Regions from separate parts of the Xenopus tropicalis genome. Here region 2 is linked to region 1. A link is a contact called in public Hi-C data. All regions are on one chromosome and are shown on one strand. Each heading gives the region's core, a stretch centred on a gene start, on an enhancer-like site or on the middle of the called end of the contact. The rest is flanking DNA. Distances are from core to core; before and after follow the strand shown.

Evidence for each region. A called contact is a pair of places that touch in the nucleus more often than the background predicts.
Region 2: a contact with region 1 is called in a Hi-C map of gastrula embryo, with 2.5 times the contacts expected there. The contact joins the promoter of nkx2-4 here to the promoter of pax1 in region 1. A contact is called at or near these places in 3 of 5 Hi-C or Micro-C datasets (gastrula embryo, neurula embryo and tailbud embryo).

The regions. Positions count from the first base shown.
Region 1 is chr5:36,063,791-36,070,752 of UCB_Xtro_10.0, reverse strand. pax1 (paired box protein Pax-1) reads left to right here and starts at 5,091. Exons shown (of 5, transcript XM_002939437.5): 1 at 5,091-5,433; 2 at 5,860-6,483. The coding sequence starts at 5,430.
Region 2 is chr5:36,250,115-36,257,076 of UCB_Xtro_10.0, reverse strand. It overlaps nkx2-4 (homeobox protein Nkx-2.4), which reads right to left and starts at 2,406. Exons shown (of 2, transcript XM_002939432.5): 1 at 1,670-2,406; 2 at 233-1,470. The coding sequence starts at 2,039. The coding sequence ends at 809.

The DNA of each region.
Region 1 (6,962 bases), core at 3,842-6,341:
TTATTGCCAAATAATTCGGTTCAACTGGAGCAAACTCCGTTCTTGTAATTAATTTGGAGAGCATGCGGTAATAAGCAATATGATTGATAATAAGCTGATGGGCTGTCTGTCTGTCCCGCAGAAGAGAATATTACAGCTCTTATACACACACTTTCATGAACCTGACCTTGCAGGAACACAGGACTAATGTACAGACAGCACAGATTTCAATATTTACAGTACATATAAAAGAAACGAACTATTGCGTTAGCTTACAACAAAAACATTTACCTTGCAGTAATTAGGTCCAATATGTATGTATATTTAGTTTTTTTTATATTTAATACGCACGTAATGAATATATAGTTTATTTACAGAAAAGAGAGAGACAAAAGGAGGGATAAAGAGAGCTGTAAATGTCTGCACTATAGAAACATTTTCAAATATTTAAGAAGGCGTCTTTATATTAGAATGAATATACAGGAATTATTTGTTTGCTAGCATGTTATTTATTTATTTCCAGTGCACCTCAGGGGTTAATTGAATGAGCTGCAATACTATCAGGGTTATTTAATCATGGGAATTACCTCTGACAGGGTTAATTTGGCCTAAAGAGAAAAGACTGATCACTGTAAGAGAATGCAGTTAGGAAGTCGCAGTTGTTAGTAAATATTTTGGTAAAACTCTGGGGCAATAGAAGACCCTTCCCCCCCTGTACAAACAACGATCGATCGGATATTTTTCAGGTTTTGCTTTGCTTTGTAGCAGGTGCACAGCGATTGCTGAGTCTCAAGCGACAAAACTATTATCCTGTCTGCGTCACCGTCACCGACATCCAGCAACAATTTAACCAGCTTGATACAACTCGCCCCTTATTGCTCATGTAGCGGAATATGGTCACTGTTTGTCAGTTGACTAAATAGGAATAATAGAGACCAATAAGCTGGTTCTGCACAGGATCAGTATTTGTGATCACTGTTTGTATCAGCAATTTAATTTGTATTTAATAATAAACTATACATATTATGACACTAATACTACTGAAACTAGTTGTGATAATAGTAATGACAAGAAAAGAAATTAAACAGGAATAAATCGCAAGTGCAGTCCTACTAGTCACAGCGCACAAAGCAGCACAGACAGGTGATAGGAAAACTGAATGAAGTGGAGGCAGATGTGCGGATATTTAACAGAGTGATGATTTCTTTGGTTAACCCTTGAGGTTCCAGAATAGATGAGTTGACAAAGTTTCCGGGTGCCAGGCAGGGGCACACAGACTAGTTCTCTTTCCTCCATATTAGGGGTTGCTCTCTGTTAAAGATGTAAGAGGTGATGGAAAACATATATGTTCTCTAAATAACATGGGAGTCGAGGCGCAGTTCTGAAAATCTGATTAGCGTTCTTGAATGCAGGGCTGCCGCAGTGATTTATCGCTTTAATAAGCCGCGATGAATTCAGGCCACAGCCAGTAATAAGCGCTGCGATCTCTAGGGAGGCAGCGCCGGGCTGGGGCTTGTTTCATGTGTTGCCGGCACATTGTTGTGCTTAGGCGACTGCAGCAATCGCATTTCTATGTACAGTACGAGCTATCTGCAGTCAGCTTGGCTGCCTTACTTGGAGTCGGTCAGGACTCAATAGGTACTTAGCTTGGAAGTCATATGTGGCCATATATAGTGAGCTGAGCATCACTTATTCTCTCACCTGTTCTTTGAGATTGCTATGAGATAGGCCTGTCTGCTAGTATCTGTCTATCTATCTATCTATCTATCTATCTATCTATCTATCTATCTATATATCTATCTATCATCTATCCATCTATCTATCTATCTATCATCTATATCTATCTATCTATCTATCTATCTATCTATCTATCTATCTATCTATCATCTATCTATCTATCTATCTATCTATTATCTATCTATCATCTATCTATCTATCTATCTATCATCATCTATCATCTATTTATCTATCATCTATCTACTATCTTTCTTTCTAGCTATTATCTATAAATCTATCTATCTATATCTATCTATGATCTATCTATCTCTCTATCACACTATCTATATTTCTAGCTAGTTTCTATCTATCATCTGTCTGTCTATCTATCTATCTATCTATCTATCTATCTATCTATCTATTTAACTAACTATCTATATTTCTAGCTAGTTTCCATCTATCATTTATCTATCTATCTATCTATCTATCTATCATCTATCTATCTATCTATCTATCTATCTATCTGTGTTTCTTTCTTTCTTGCTATTATCTATCATCTATCTATCTATCTATCTATCTATCTATCTATCTATCTATCATCTGTCTATCTATCATCTGTCTATCTATCTATCTATCTATCTATCTATCTATCTATCTATATCTATCTGTCTATCATCTATATATTATCTATCTAGCTAGTTTCCATCTATCATCTATCTATCTATTTATCTATCTCTCTATCTATCTATCTATCTATCTATCTATCTATCTATCTATCTATCTATATATCTTTCTTTCTTTCTTTCTTGCTATTATCTATCTATATATCTATCATCTATCTTTATATGTAATATACACTGCCTGGCCAACTTATTTTTCTGCCTCTATGTTTTCTCTGTCAGTCTGCTCTCTTACCTGTCTGTCTGTATGTCTGCCTGTTCCCTTTCCCATATTTGCATGGATCTGCGTAGAGCTAAAATGCAGTGGGCTAAGTGCAAGGTCAACACTGATTTTGCTTTTCTGTAGGCGCAGTTAAATGGTTAATTCGGCTGGAAGTTACACGCAGAGCCCTGCGCAAACAAACCTATGTATATAGGCAGTACATAGCATATATAACTTTTCTGAGAAGTCCCCTTGTAGGTACACACGGAATAGGTGCGGTTCATTACATCGGTTATTATATAAAACTCACTTATTATTTCCAGGCCAGACACCTGCCCAACCTCTGCAGAGACATCATCTGTATTAGAAACATGTGGCCCTTTAACTAGGCTGCTAGGTTATAGCGCTCTGGTTGTAAGTATCGCCCCTTCCCCAAGTTGCATCAGTTATTTCTGGATAAAATGTAATTCACTATACGTTTCCTGAGACCCTGAATAACATTACAGTGTATCAGCTGCCTCTTTATTAAAACCTCTTTATTTGCTTCCTTATTTACTGGAAACACCTATCAGAACCACATTTTAATCTGTACTGGTTTGTTCTAATCACGAAGAAACATAAATACCATATCTTTCTCTTTCCCTCTGTATATCTCTCCCTCTCTTTGTCTTTCCGTCTCCCTTACCAGCTGTCTCCCTCTTTCTTTCTTTCCTTCTTTCTCTTTGCCCCTCTTTCTCACTCTTTTCCTCCAGATATATATTCTCTCTCTCTCTGTCTCTTTCCCTTTCTCTATTTCTCCCTCTATCTCTGTCACTTTCTCTCTTTTTCCCACAACAACCAAGACATAAATAAGGTGCTACCTAGAAAGGTATGGATCTCGTGTAGAGAAATTACTTTATTACAGAAATGATAAAGTATTTTTCTGCCACAACCATCATTATAAATAATCATTACATTTGATTACAGTATTTAGTATTGTAAAGGTTCTCTGAATTAGAATCGTAACGCTCATTTTAATAACTTGGAGGCATTGGATCGTCGGAGAGTAACAGCAGGAATAATTCCCAAATCACAGGAACCTTTCCTCTCCCTGTAGAAGATGTTAAGAATTACCTGCTGGCAATTCAGAATTGTCCAGGCACTGTGCATGCTGTCTATAATGCATTGTAATTGTCGGAAAAAAATTAAAAAACGTGACATGATACATAAAAAAACAAGAAAGAAATGAAAACAAAAAGAAAGATCCAAAATACTCCTACATTAAAAGAAGAGAGGTGAATGAAAAATATATTTGAACGCTGTGTTTTCAACCATTAAACTGAAATGGCTAAAAATAATGTTACGGGTAACAAGAATGAATAATTGAAAGGGTAACAAATTATATCGCTTTGTTTTGCGTGTGTAAAGAGTTAACCCATGTGTGTTATTAATAGTACATCTAACATTGCTCAGCTCAAATTGTATCAAGACAACAACTACAGAAATAATAGAAATAACAGCACTTGGAACCAAAACCATTTGACAATAAATGCTAGAAAGGAATACATATATATAATTTCTGGCTTATTGTATATTCTGTATTCTGTGTATAAAACTCCAACCCATCGAGGTTGCTGAGGGGATGCAGAGAGTGTATTAGATTAACCTACACATGCATTAATTAATATAATGGCCTGTCTGTGACTTTTGGTGTACTTCCTAGTAAAATGTTGGCGTTTGTGGCACTAAGCAGGGTATTAAATTTAAAAGGATCCTGAAAGAGAGACACTAAGCTAATCTGTCCCCCTCCCAACACACTCACACTTGCTACCTGATCTCTTCAAACATCCTATTTGCCTCATTTGTAACCCAAGGATGGCAGGCTCTTGGCTTGTATGGGCTGGGGCAGTGGGAAAGGCTACATCCATATGCATACATATATAATATATATATATATATATATATATATATATATACACACACACACACACACACACACACATATATATATATATATATACATCTGGTTTCAGCAGGTGGCACCCTGTTAATCTATGCCATTTTTAATTTCCCTCGTTATTAAAAAAAAATCAATTTCTGTGTATTCAAGTAAATTTCATGTTGGCTTCCAGGTGATCATTTGGTTTTTGGGCCAAGTCAGTGCAACTTGTACATTTCGAAAGAAAAAAAATATATATATATACATTTATAGAGATAAAAATATTATTTGTATTCAACGTTTCGGTTGAAACTATCCTGTCAGAGCTCAGTAGAAGGGAGTTTGCTGTGTTGTAGAAGTCCCCAATAGTCCCGGGGAAGTGCTTAGAATAAGTCGGTAGGTGTGTGAATATGGGTAGAAATTAAAGATGAATTGAAAAGAACAAATGATGGATGGGCCTGCCACAGAGCTAGAGAAAGCCATCAAAGCTGGTAGCCAGAGTTGTTTTAGTGTGAGTGCAGGGAGACATTCCAATGAGACAGATAGGGTTACAGCAGACCGGAATGGGTAAGTCGCACTGCACAGAAATCTCTGCCTATTTGGGATGACGGGAACCAATGAGATGTCACCAGTAGCGCCGCTGCCTGACCACCAAGATTGACGTGGAAGACACGTCAAATTGATCTTAACAAACTGCAAGCAGATAACTGAGAGCGATTTGCTCTGATCAGATAAAGATCGCCCTTGCGCTTTTGTGGTGCGACTACAGTTGTTCTGCCATCAAAAGGAAAACGCAGTATTGGGGGAAAGAGCCTCTTTAGCGCACGACCCTCCTCCTCATCTGGATCTCTGGAAAGGAACCTCCTCATCCCATGTATATCTGACTTGCTACATTTCTGCCGAGGAGCCTTGCAATTCCATACAGCCGCACGGAATGGGTAAGAGGCTTTATATAGTGTTATAGCAGATTGAGAGAGGATCGCTTTCGTTTTGCGCACACACAGTAATGGATGCATGTATATGGTACTGGGATTATAAGGGTCGGTGTAGCTCACATCCATAAACCTGCGATGTATTCGTGCAATGTCAGTCACTGTGTGCCTAGCGCTTACTGCCAGGGCTGTTCGTAGTTCAGCCGCTGATGGTATTATGTTAGTACATTCCGATTAGCCATTTTTACGCAGTGCTGTATAGGAATGTTTGCACTCAGCCAGTGTCTTTGCTGTAGAATGAGGCACAGGGGATGCAGTGAGCTGCCCAAGGCAGACAGGGCTCATAGAGGAATCAAACCCATGAGTCCCCAGGGACCATTTTCCTTCAGCTGCTTGCAGTTCAGCCTAATCATTTTGTTTCTCCTTCTACAGAACAAACCTACGGCGAAGTCAACCAGCTGGGAGGCGTGTTTGTCAATGGAAGACCCCTGCCCAACGCTATCAGGCTGCGGATCGTGGAGCTGGCCCAGCTGGGCATCAGGCCGTGTGATATTAGCCGGCAATTGCGAGTCTCTCATGGATGTGTCAGTAAGATCCTGGCGAGGTACAACGAGACCGGCTCCATCTTGCCCGGGGCAATTGGGGGCAGCAAGCCCAGAGTCACCACCCCTAACGTGGTGAAGCACATCAGGGAGTACAAACAGAGCGACCCGGGCATCTTCGCTTGGGAAATCAGAGACAGACTTCTGGCTGATAATGTGTGCGACAAGTACAATGTGCCCTCTGTCAGCTCCATCAGTAGGATATTAAGGAATAAAATTGGAAACCTCTCTCAGCCCAGTCAGTATGACAGCCCCAAGCAACCCGCATCCCAACCAACGTACAATCACCTGTATCAGTACCCCTACCCCAACCCCATCTCTCCTGGCTCTACCAAGGTGGGCAGCCATCACCCAGGGGTGCATATGCCTACGGGACATGTCAGCATTGCCAGGCAGTGGCCTTCGGCTCATTCTGTCAACAACATTCTGGGAATCCGCACCTTCATGGAACAAAGTAAGTTCGTGGGAACTTAGCGCAGTCTGGGTGCTAACAGGCTCTCCGCCAAGCGTAACCATTACCTGCTAGTCAGCAACCATTCCCTGCTGGGCTGCCTGCCTTCTCTAACCTGCTGTGTGTGTGTGCCTTTGTCATATACAGATGTGTATCAGCTTGTGTGTATGATTCCTTTGAGAGCTAATGTGCCAGTCATGCATTTCATTTGGGCCCCCTCTAACATACTGATCCTTGCAAAATGTACATTTTCAGGGAGATATATATATTATATGTGTATATATTATATATTATGCCCACTCAGTGCTAGGGTATTGAGCTTTTGAGCACCAATGGTGAAGACACACTGAGCTACTAGTAGCAGCTACTTGTCGTGGCTACTAAAATAGACAATGCTGATCATTTGCTGATAATTATCTTTATGTGTGTTTTAGCAGAGGAAATTCTAAGTATTGTCTATGGCAGGGTATTTTCTGGAGCTC
Region 2 (6,962 bases), core at 1,157-3,656, 190 kb before region 1:
ACATTAAAAATGATTTCAAGTCCCCTAACTAATGGCTACTATCTATCTGATTTTCTCCTAAAGATATAAAGGGAAGCTCTTTCTCTCGCACACCTGAATTATTTAGAAATGTATTTCAGAATTAGTTGCAAATAAAAATCCAGCTAAAAACTAAAGTTTGATATCCAGGTAATACTCATAATTTACCTAATAAATTATTGTGAAACACACATGGTAGCAGCTACTATTTAAGCATTTTTTGTGAATATTTTATTACACTTGCATCTCATGTTACTCCCCACCCAAATCGAATTCTGAAGAAAATAAATTCTACAAAAACTGTATGGAAATCACAATTCCGTTTTTCATTAAAAATAAAAAAAAAAAAACCCGAAAGCAAAAAAAAACAATTATCATTAAACACAGACCAACAACATAAGTTGGAATCAGTCCACTTAAACCGGGCTTTACCAGGTAAATGTTAATTTTGTTAAATAGGCATACCCCAGACAAAAAAAATATATAAAACGGATTTCCTTGTCCAAGTTTCGTTAAAAACGAGAGTTTTTGGGAGCGTCCTCCACCTACAAAGTAAAATCTGCCAAGTGCCGGCGGGCAGCCAATAACACCAGCGCTGAGCAGCAGTTCCACATTAGTTCTCTGTAGGTGCATCAAGGCATCCACCGCTGTCATTATAGGCAGTCCTGTAAACCAGGGGGGCACCATCCCCTTGCTAATGCGCAACAATGCCTGGGCACAAAAAGGCCATAGTGTTTATATCTGCTGTCCCTCACCTGTACATGGAGTTTAATTCAGAGCTGGTTTCCCCTTACCACGTTCTGCCGTAAAGCATGCTAGGATTGACCATCCCGTTGCTGTAGTCTACAGCTGAGGTGTCTATCTGTGCCATACTGGCAACCTGACTGTGAAGTGACTGTGGACTAGGTGACATTTCTTCTAATTCTGAAGCCTGGCTCAATGAGCCAACCTGTTGGTTCTGGTGCTGATGGACTGCGTTAGAAGAAGACAAGCCGCCAGTGGCGCCACTTTGTTGTTGGGTGACCTGCTGGTTGGGTGTGGATGTGTTGGAGCTGTTCTGACAAGGCTTGCCATCTTTCACCAAGACTGGTACCGCAACTCTGCGGGGGGATTGCTGTTGGCACAAATTGCTCTCCTGCTGGAGCTGCTGAGTGACCTTGTCCTTGGCTTGCCTCTTCATCTTGTACCTGTGGTTCTGGAACCAGATCTTGACTTGGGTGGGAGTGAGGTGGATCATGCTGGCCAGGTGCTCCCTCTCAGGGGCCGACAGGTACTTCTGCTGCTTAAACCTCCTCTCCAGTTCATAAACTTGAGCTTGAGAGAAGAGAACTCTCCTTTTCCTTCTGGGAGCAGCATGGAGAGGAGCCATAGACTTGGCCGCTTCTGCTATCCCTTGCAAGGTGCCCATGCCAGCCATATTCATACCGGTAGACGGTCCCATAAATCTAGAAACTGACACAAATGCAATTAGCGTGTTGGTACATTTAGTCTCCCCTCAAATTGGAGCTACATTAGCAGCACAAGGGCCCATAAGCTATACCGACTCCAGGAAAGAGAAACTCTACTCCATGGCGTACAGTGATTATTCTTTATTACAGAACAATTATACTCGATATAACTATAACCCCAAAACTCAACTTAGTCTACTTACTTGTTGAATATCTGGGATCTGTGTTGGCTCCATACCAGCCTGTTGCTGCTGCGCTATTTCTCATGGTGTCTTGATAGGAAGGGATGTCTCCCATGTTCCCAATGCCCCCATTGCAGTACCCTCCCATTGCGCCATGTGAGAACTGGGAGACACTGTGTGGCATGTGGTAGGTGGTGGTCACGGTGGCATTGTGGCCCATGCTGTGCTGCTGCATGCCAGTCTGGGAGACGTGTGTCTGTCTATAGGCTCCCAAAGGGCTGCTCAGGTTTCCAGTGCTTTCCATGCCACCAAATTTCTTGTAGGTCTCTTCAATGGGACTCAAGATGTCAGTCACTGAGAAGGGTGTAGTATGCTTTGGGCTCAACGACATGGTTCAGCGACCAAGCAGGTAAAAAGCTGATGAACTGATCAGCCCCTGTGTAGTGTCAGTTCTCTCTCCTGGTGGAGGGATACGTAAGAGAGTGCTTGGAGGACGCCTGAGATCCGATTGATCGCCTTGGAGAAGTAGGCGAGCCCTCAGCTCTCTTATCTCGGGTTATTTTAGCCTGTCGCCAGGTTTACAACAGGCACCCAAGTGGGAGGGAGTGGGGGGACCTGGGAGGAGCAACAGGAATCCAGCAAACAATGGTCATTCATTTGTTTCAAAGGTAATTGAGTAAAGATTCAGTGTGTCCTGATAGCAACCACAATCAGCCCCAAAGCACCAGTTTGTGCAACTTATGGAAGGTCAGGGTTAGCAACAGGAATCCCTGCAACTTTACTCAGGATTCCTAGGGCAGCGCAGACTTTTCTCTGTGAGGTGGACATTTCTCATTTCTAATTGCAATCCATGAATGGAGACAGTAGAGAGGTCATTGCAAGCACTAGATCATTGATTATTGAAGTATTGCATATTAAAGTATAGGTTGCACCAAGGGGACATCTTCACTGTAGGCTGGGCCCCCGGCCTGTCCCACACAGGAGGAAAGTGGCCCGCAGCACAAGTAAGTATGTCCCCATCTGTCTGCCACTGCCACTGTCACTGTCATGCACTCTCTATACTGTGCTTGTGTCTGCCATCATTCCTACAGCAGCTCCCACACTGCCATTATAATGCAGGGCGCTAAGGTACCTCATGTAGCAATGCTGACATTTGTTTGTAGTGTATTGTAGTGTGCATATCCTTCCTAAACAACCTGTCAGTCCATATGCATTTATAGAAATTAGGTCTCTTCCACAGTGTATAAAATGTAAGTAGATTTGCATTTAACTGAACTATTTCATAAGATATAATCGGTAAAAACATTGCCTTTACTTTATACAGTATATCTTTCCTGTATAATCTAAAAATCTACTTACATCCATTTATAACGTTTTTATGTGCCCAGGTCGGAAAATGGACTTTAATAATGTGTATCTCTCCTGTAAAATCTGTAAATACACTAACAGTTATAATGTACATCTCTTCTACAGTCTGTAAGGACACCGAGAATTATACTATATATCTATTATGTATTATCTGTAAATTAAAATGTATATCTCCTATATGATCTGTGAATACATTTATTTACACTCTATATCACTTCTATATGATCTGTAAGTAAACTCATTTTTATGCATATATCTCTCCTATATTATTTGTTTATGCAATAACATTTATTTATACCATATCTCTTCTATATATTGGAATCACATTACAATTTGTGCTGTGTATCTCTCTTATATAATCTGTATGTACAGTAACATTTATGCTGTATATCTCTCCTACATCATCTGTAAATACACTAGCATTAATAAAGTATATGTCTCCTCTATAATCTGCAAACACATTTATTGATAGTGGACACTACCTGTGTATGTAAGTACATTAACGTTTATTTATAGTGCATCTCTCTCCTGTATAAAATGAAAGTGCACTTTAATGTATTAGAGAACATGGCTCATTATGCAGTATATACAATACAATTGTTGTTATATATGGCGCATATCTCTCATTTACCTTCCAGTTATGTATAACGTATATAACGTACAATGTTTATGTTATTATGATGCATTCGCATACATATGGTCTAAGAACACACTAATGTATACATACTTTATCTAGCTCATATAGATATGTTTAATTAAAAATCCATGTAATATGTTAAGAATTCCTAGCTGCAGTAATAAAGTATGTAGCTCACAGTTAAATATAAATACACACATTTATTTATAACAGATAAAATAGATTATCTGTTAACATATCTATTAGTGATATACATGAAACACACATAATATTACATATATTTAATATATAAGTACACTTTCAATGACTCAGGATCAGTATATCTCATCGTTAAGAATCCTTTGATATATCTGAAGACATTAATACATATTTGTATGGTAGGACTAAGACATCATTTGAGTGTACATGTGCCTATACTATAGAAGCAGCCCAGTCCGTGTATCGGTGCTTTATAAAGGCCCCCAGTGAGACTATATACAGCAGGTATCCCCCAGTAGAGGAGTCTGAGAGCGCTGAATTCTATGCAATACAGACTCATATAGGAACTTATTAGTGGGACACTTTCGGTTTCCGGAGATTATATTTTTGTATTTATATGGCTGGCTTAAAGGTTTGATTCAGGTTGAAAACATGGATTTTATGGAACCTTTGTGCATCTCTATTTTATAGGAGAGTTAGGCACATTTTATGCCAATAGAAAATATTTAAGAAGAATTGCTTGATTTCAGATAAAGCCAGATAAAGCTCTATAGTTCTGCCCATAGCCCATTGGCACATCCCACTGGCAGCCCCAGGCTGGAACCTTCCAACCGCAGCACTGGGCGCGCTAACTGCCGATTTCTGGAGCAAAAGAACAGAAGAGTCGCACTTCACATATTCCTGCGCCAATTAACATTCCAGCACCTTTGTCTGACTTTGTAAGGAAAATCACCTTCCCTTTTCCCTATGAGTTCCCCTCACCCCAGCCACAAAGGAATCGCCATGGGGCCAAATATATGAAATGAAGCCCGTATGAAACCTTTAGTGCGGATCGTAGGGAGCCAGGCAATATGAGCCAAAAGGCTAATATTATTTTGTCAGCACAAATTACTAAGTGATGACTTCAGTTCTTATGCTGGGTAAAACTACAATAGTTATTCTGGGTAAAACAGCAGGAAACAATATTAGTGATTATTTTGGAGGATGCAGAGGGGGTTCTGTTAGTAGTAACGTTGCCAAGTAAAACTCTGTGCTGCATTTTATATTTGGAAATAACTTCTGCTGCTTTGTTATGGTACTAACAGTAAAACTAAAATGTTACACGCATTCTCCAGTATGTTACCTGTGTTTTGTCATGTTTTTTCAAGTTATTTATGTATAGATACATTTACATATATGTATATATGTCTTGAGAAAGGCCACACAGGGACCGAAACGTTGACAAATAAACACCTTGTAATATTTGACTGCATTATGTGCGTCTGTTATCTGCGGGATTAATATATTTGTGTGTGTGTGTATATATATGTATACATATAATTTGTATATGTGTGTGTGTGTGTGTATGTATGTATGTATGTATGTATATATATATATATATACACACATACATATATATATATACGCACACACACACCATAATATTATAGTATCCTATAGTATACTTATAGATAGTCACTATAGACATTAGATAGTGCTAATGGTCGCTGTATGTGGCTGAATGGCGACCCTTTGCCTGGAATAAAACATAAACATACTGTTCAGTGACAGTCCAACATTAACATGGAGCGTCGCCGGTGGCTGCGGAGCTTCAAAAACTTCCTTATGCGACAGAGAAGCGGGTAGACGCAAAAAAGCGCCTAGTATAGAGAGAATCCGATAGGTTGCGCTGGGATATTATTATTACCTGTAGCGGCGAGCAGGTAATACACCTGTATATAGAAACAGGTTATGTATCTATATACAGAGTCTATGGCGAGATGTTCCCCTGTCTGTAGGCTGCCTTTCTAACAGGCAACTAAAAGCCTGACTTGGGGATGTCGCAATTGAGAAATAGTGGAAGGTGCCAGTAGCAGGCTGATCTGTGACGAGTGGCAGTGCTGGGGGTGCTGTAGTGAGAGGCCTAAGGGTGCTCAGCAGACTCTCATGGACACTTACAGCTTCTCTATTAAGTGCCAGCAAGGGCTGCCATGGCTTTAACCCATAAGGGAACATTTAACCACAACTATATCACTACTATATCCTGCTGAGTCTTTTTAAGACCTAAGTTTGCAAAAGGAACTTTTGTATTCCATTTAAATAAAATGGTAATCATCTTTTTTATGGTTTTAACATTTATTTGTAAATATATTTGCATTTTTGATCCCTGTCTGTTCTCTGGTTCTGACTCTTGACACAATGTAGCAGGACAGTTGTCATCCAGGTCGTTTAATCAGCTGGCTCCGCTACATTGTTTCAGACGTTAGAACCAGATGGACAGAGAATATAAATAGGCAGGTACTGTTTTCAATTGCAATTGCATTTTGAAAATTATATATATATATATATATATATATATATATATATATATATATATATATATATATATATATATATATATATATATATATATATATATATATATATATATATATATATATATATATATATATATATATATATATATATATATTCGCCACCAAATAAACAAGTCTCCACTGAATAAACAAACTTTTTTTTTCACCATAAGCCCTGAGAGTGCAGATTCCTCCTTTGTTGTGGACTTATTCTGAACTGTACCCAGGCCAGAGGTTATTTGTCCTTCTGTTTTTTTTTTATGAAAAAGGAGCTTGTTTGGCATTCACTGCTGTACCCTGTGACATGACTTGTGATGCATCTGTTCACAAGGATCTCTGCCCAAAGCAACCAACCAATCAGCAGAAGTACCTTTCTTTTCATAGGATTATGTCATACTCATGGGCTCATTACACCAGGGGGAGGGAGAGTACAAATTACATAACAACAGGTGCCATATTTTAACACTTTGCATTTGGCCTCCCCAGAGAATTTGGAGCAAATAGAGTTGTATCTCTAAGTGTGCAGCACAACATATAATAGGGCCATCCTTGGAACACTCCTACTTTGTACTTTGTTCAGGTCACACAGGGAAGGGGTACTAAGGTACACAAGGTACAAGGGAGCCCTGTACTTTAAGCCTGCTCAGGGCAGGTACTAGCCCATCAATGCAGCACCAACCATGGGCACGGACTCAAATGGCAATTGTATGTGGTCTAAAGGGTGCAAGCTTGTGTCCTTTATACTCCAGCAATTGTGTTCCAGCCATTAGTAAAT